Linked DNA regions of Pan troglodytes: region 2 is linked to region 1. A link is a contact called in public Hi-C data. All regions are on one chromosome and are shown on one strand. The core of a region is the stretch at or near the end of the contact, and the rest is flanking DNA. Distances in the headings are between cores, read along the strand shown.

Region 1 (2,848 bases), core at 148-2,647:
ATACAACCATCCCAACACTGCCACGGTTGCACCTTTCCTGTACAGGTAGGAGCTGCCACCCACCTGTGCTGCCTGGGACATTGGGTAAAAGTTCCTTTATAGTGGATTCCGGGTCTGTAAGGGCAGGAGCTAGACTGTGCTCCAGGAATACTTAAGTCAATAGCTAAGAAACCATGTGATAAACTCCTAAGAGAAGCAGACACAATGTGCTCCAGGGAGCAGTTCATACAGCACAGGTTGGGGAAGGAACAGAGAAAGCTGAAGAAGGGAAGTAAAATGTGAGCTGATCCCAGGATGCATAGGAATGTGGGGACCCCAGGCCTTGTAGTAGCAGCTTCCCTGAGCAGAAAGCATGAAGGCCTAAATATGAGGGTGGGGGCGGTTTGGTGTCACCCGACAGTCCCCAGCATTAGTCCTAACACATCCCAACATACTTAAAAAATAAATAATAAACACCTGGCTCAATAACTAAGATTTCTTATAGCAGGGATTGCCTTGAACATCCAGATCCTCACAGTCCCTGCTGAGTGCTGGGGCTTTCTGAAGGGAGAGGGACATTGGGGAGAAGAGTAATGGTAGGGGAGGGGCTGGTTCTAGAAGTACAGAAGAGCTCATGTTCTGAGGACATAAGCCTGGGTGTTTGTGGCAATGGATGGATCCTTCTGTCCTTATCTGTCCCCTAGCCCCTGTCTCTTTGATGGCACATCCTCAGGACCATGGGAGGCTGTGTGGAGCCAGTCCACACAGTGGTGCTGCTGCTCCGTGTGATTCTGGTCAGTGACATTGCTCATTGCTCAGGCTACACCACACCCCTTACTGAATGAGGCACATGGGCTTCAGGGGCCATGTCATACACATGGATGAGTCCACTCCAGGCAGATGGAAGCTCCCCAGCCCCTGCCCTTAAAGTTCTTATAATTCCCAGAGCTTTCACTGACAGTGCCTGATTCGATCCTGTGCTGGAGATGAGCAGTGCATTTGGCCACACTGCACAATTGGATAACTAATACTTGTACACACAAAAGAGGATTAATGATCAAGTGTCACATTCTAGACACGTATTTTACAGTTGTACCTCAAGTGCATATATATGCACAGCTGTACACTCACACTCATACAGCCATACATGTGGACACACATTAAAAGTCACGTATAAGCATGGACACAAGTATACATTCATACATAAAATGCAAAGGCATATGTGCATACACGTATTTACATACCTGTTCAGGTGCATAGGTGCATGCCCAGACTTTCAGCTTGCTATGTTTGTATGATTCCCCAAAGAATTCGATATTCCCTCTTTCCTCCTGAACTGTGTTCTAGAGGTCTCTGTTACAGTTCCTGCCAATAGCTGGTGGAGGGACTGGCTTAAGTGCTTTCAAAGGAAAGCCAGCCAGCACCAGGCCAGCAAAGGAATGTCAGGCATTGCACTCCTTCCTTTTGTTCTGCTTGCATTCTCCTTCAGTGAGGGTCATACCAATCTTTTTAATTGGGAGGTCTCATTTTATTGAATCAAGTCATCAGCTCAGCTCACAATCCTGAGAAGAGCACCAGGGCTTAGATAATGACTCAGCTGGTCTACATACACGGCTTTTGTTTTGTTTTGTTTTGTTTTGTTTCTGGTTTTTTTTTTTTTTTTGAGATGGAGTGTCGCTCTATCGCCATGGCTGGAGTGCAGTGGCACCATCTCAGCTCACTGCAACCTCTGCCTCCCAGGTACAAGCAATTCTTCTGCCTCAGCCTCTCCTGAGCAGCTGGGACTACAGGTGCATGCCGCCATGCCTGGCTAATTTTTTTTTTTTTTTTAATTTTAATACAGACAGGATTTCACCATGTTGTCCAGGCTGGTCTTGAACTCCTGAGCTCAGGCAGTCCACCCTCCTCGGCCTCCTAAAGTGCTAGGATTACAGGCATGAGCCACTGCGCCCAGCCATGAACTGTTCTCTGAAGTGTGGAGGCAACTAAATAGCTCCATATGAAATTTTTATAATTCCAATAGCATTATTAGTCTTAAGGTAATACATATTCAGGATTCACAGCTTCTCAATTTGCATTTTCAAAATTAAAATATCACAGTCTTTGATCACCATCAATCCCATTCCTTCTTTTTTTGTTGTTTGCTATAATCATTTGAAAGATTATAAAAGATATAACCTTTTTTTATTTCCAGCTTTTCTATCAGAAGAAAAAGTCTTAATGATAAAGAGCAAATGTCTGACAGGAGGAAGAGGAAAACGTCTATGATGTGGATCTGACTAGCCCCATTTTTACGTTAATGCCCACTCTGGGTAACTAACGTCCTTCTGTCCCCTCTGAGTTGCCTTCATCTTTAGGGGAGTCTGGGAAGTGACGCTGGAAATAAGAGCACCAGGATACGAATCAGGACACCTGGGCCCTGTCCTTTATCAGCCCTTGGTGCCCTCTGAGGTCTTAGGCACTGGCTGCAGGAACAGGTATTGATCGAGTGTGGGTAGAGAGTCCGCTAAGGGCTTTCCACATCTTAGCTCACTTCATTCTTCCCACACCTCCATGAGCTAGCAGCTTAGAGGTAATTAAGCAATTTGCCCCAAGTCACAGAACTAGACTAGAGGGGCTCATGTTTAAAACCAGGTGTGGGCTGGGCATGGTGGCTTACACCTGAAATCCCAGCACTTTGGAAGGTCAAGGTGGGCAGATCACTTGAGGTCAGGAGTTCAAGACCAGCCTGGCCAACATGGTGAAACCCTATCTCTACTAAAAATACAAAAATTAGCCTGGCGAGGTGGTGCACGCCTGTAGTCCCAACTACTCCGGAGGCTGAGGCATGAGAATCCCTTGAACCTCGGAAGCGGAGGTTGCAGTGAGC
Region 2 (3,021 bases), core at 397-2,896, 430 kb after region 1:
CATGAAGTGCTTAGGGCCCATAGAAATCATAATGCAGGCCTACAAACAAGAATAAATATTAAAATATGTGTTAAGCCAAAAACCTGGGACACAAAAGAGTACATGCTGTACTCTTAAATATAATTCTACAACAGGCAAAACTAATCTATGTTGATAGTGACCAGAAAGTGATTACCTCTGGAGTGGGGAGAGATTGCCAAGAAGGGAATGAAGGCACTTTCAGGGATGGCAGACATGCTCTATATCTTGTTTTTGGTGGTGGTTATTTAGGTGTATATACAATCTTCTAAAATCATGGAACAGAAACTTTAGGATCTGTACATTTTATTGTATATTAATTATGCCACAATTTTAAACAAAGGGGAAGAATAGACAGGGTACAATGAATAATTTCTGTGACAGATTTGATAAATGAATTACTAGGACAGTGTTTGCTGACAAGGTTTAACATTGCATTCTTGTAGAAAAGCTTTAGGAACTCAAAGGGAAGAGTCCAGGCACTGTGACAGGCCAGTGGGGAATGAACCACACTGCTCTGTATTAATCAAGCTTTTTTATTGCAAACAACAGAATATATCTGGTAAGCTTATACAGCACAGGAATTTATCAGAAGAATAACAGGAAGTACTGTATTCACAACAGTCTCTGAAAACAGGCAGGAATTTAAGACAAGATCAGATCATCAGATGGCTGGTGGATCATATGATGCCATAATCCTATACCCTTGCCCCAACCAACCCACATATATCTCAGGCCTTCACTGCATCTTTTCATTACTCCTCCAAAACTGAAAACCTATGTGTGAGCCTCTGGTTGGCTGACCCTAGGCAAAGCCTACATATAATAACTCCCATGGAGATGGAAGAGGCAATGTGTTTCATTGGCTTCTAGATGGGAGGTGGGGCCCCCAAATGACCAATGTTCCCAACAAAACCTGAACAATCTGAAATTATTCAGATTTCTGCTTGTCATTCTAACCTCTGTTCAGGACTTCCAAGATCCAGGACAGGCCCAGTGTAGATACCTGTGTCCCAAACCACTGATCTGGGCTAGGAAGACTGAATCATAGGTGTGGAAGGTCACCCGGGTTCAACCATCTAGGTGACGAATTAGGCCAGGACCTGGGCAGGAAGAGCATTTATTCTGGGGAGATATGATGAGAGCTTGAATTACATGGGAGAAATATTTGTAAGGCAGATGGGATAACAGAACTTGATAAGTCTGTAGTGTGGAAAGGCTAGAAAAGAAAGGGATCAAAGGAATCCTGATTTCTGACTTGACAGGGTAGAAGGAGGTGTGTGTGTGTGTGCGTGTGTGTGTGTATGTGTATGTAGGGACAGTGACACCCAAGAGAGGCTAGGAATAGGTTTGTTTTATTCCTGTTTGGGGTGGTTGGGTAGGCAGGGTTAAGTTTTTGACTTGGTGAATTTGAGATGATGGCCAATATACAATTGACATTCCAGCTGGGGGGACCATTGAAGATCAAGTCTGGCAAGTCTACTAGCTGGCGCCTGGGTGAGCTGAGCCCAGCAGGTGAGGGAAAACGCGGGAAGAGGGTCTTGCAGATTCCAGACTTAGGAAGGGTCGCGGCTCCGTGCACGTGCTCTCGGGGTCACCATCCCCGCGCCTGTGACGGTGCCGGGAGTTCGTCCCCAGGTCCCGCCCCTGTGGGCGGGGCGAGGCAGCGTCGCCGCGAGGCCACCCGGAAGACCAAGCCGGGTAGGCGCTGTCTCCGTCGCCTCCAACCCCCCCGGTCCGACCAGGGAAGGTGGGATGCTCTGATGGCCGGGCCTGCGGCGCTGAGCGCGGCGGCGGCGGCTGCTCTGGCGGCCGCCCTGCTCCTGCTGTGTCGTGAGGACCCGGGGCCGGGGGCTGGCCCCAGGTAACCCCTCCGCGTATGGGACCGAGCTGGGCCAGGTCTCCTGGCCGGGCCGGGGATACCGTGGGGGATGCCCAGTGATGCCAGCAGCTTGTGGCACCTGGGCGCACCCTCCAGCTCGGGCCCCTTCCGATGGGTCTGCTGGCTCAGGTGCGGGAGATGGCCGGGGAGCCGCGCCCCGCACGTGACTCAGCACTTTCCCCAGAGCCGGGACTGCGGAGAACAATAGCCTCCTCCCTAACAGATAAACAGCCCTTGTTCCTCGGGATAAGGACGGGCAGTCCCCTGACACCCTAAGACCGGCACCTGTCGATGTTATTTCCCCAGCATGGCCGAAACAGAAGCCCTGTCGAAGCTTCGGGAAGACTTCAGGATGCAGAATAAATCCGTCTTTATTTTGGGCGCCAGCGGAGAAACCGGCAGAGTGCTCTTAAAGGAAATCCTGGAGCAGGGCCTGTTTTCCAAAGTCACGCTCATTGGCCGGAGGAAGCTCACCTTCGACGAGGAAGCTTATAAAAATGTGGTGGGTATTTCAGCTGGGACTCAAATGGACCCCCAGGATTCTGCGAGGTGAACATATTTCATGCCTAAAGGCTGAATACTGCCCTGCCAGTGGTGGGGGTAGTGAGAGGCCATCAAAACTTGGCCAAGATTGGTCTGTGAGAGTCCCTCCCAGAAGTCTGACTCCTGGATTGTAGCCCAGGTGTGCCTCCCTCCCGCTCATTGTGTGGTCTTGGGCAAAGCCCTTCTCTCCATCTGCAACCCTATAAAGCTGGGTCTGGGTTGTAATGGGGGTGGGGGCTGGTGAGACAGAAGAGCACTGTTTTCAGCTGTCTTCTAGAAGCAGCCCTGGTGACCTTGAGAATTTTCTCAGCCACTTTGCTGATTTTGTCAACCTGCGCACTTCACACTAATATTGTCAGGGATTCTGAAACTGCTTTGCAGAGTGAGAAAGGTCTATGGCAGTGAAAGATGGGGTTATTCACTTACAAGAATTTGCCCTGCCTGACTTCCCAGGCTTGTGTCTGTAAATCGGATATTACCTTCACTCTAAGTTAAAGGTTTTTTTTTTTTTTTTTTGAGACGGAGTCTCACTCTGTCCCCCAGGCTGGAGTGCAGTGGCACGATCTCGGCTCAGTGCA

Evidence for each region. A called contact is a pair of places that touch in the nucleus more often than the background predicts.
Region 2: a Hi-C map of induced pluripotent stem cells shows a contact between it and region 1, with 2.2 times the contacts expected there. The contact joins the promoter of HTATIP2 here to the enhancer-like site in region 1. A contact is called at or near these places in 3 of 7 Hi-C or Micro-C datasets (induced pluripotent stem cells and stem cell-derived neural progenitor cells) and 1 of 1 other capture datasets (stem cell-derived neural stem cells).

What each region holds. Positions count from the first base shown.
Region 1 is chr9:23,965,299-23,968,146 of NHGRI_mPanTro3-v2.0_pri, forward strand. It overlaps NAV2 (neuron navigator 2), which reads left to right. Exons shown (of 39, transcript XM_508328.8): 8 at 1-45. Among named protein-coding and RNA genes, the nearest start is that of DBX1, 230 kb to the right of the region's middle. Within about 2 kb of position 1,398, at least 11 of the 24 cell types and tissues checked have an H3K27ac peak or open chromatin away from gene starts, as enhancers often do. A contact at or near this core is called in induced pluripotent stem cells, stem cell-derived neural progenitor cells and stem cell-derived neural stem cells, where this site is marked.
Region 2 is chr9:24,396,873-24,399,893 of NHGRI_mPanTro3-v2.0_pri, forward strand. HTATIP2 (HIV-1 Tat interactive protein 2) reads left to right here and starts at 1,647. Exons shown (of 6, transcript XM_001173819.6): 1 at 1,647-1,719; 2 at 2,207-2,402. The coding sequence starts at 2,208.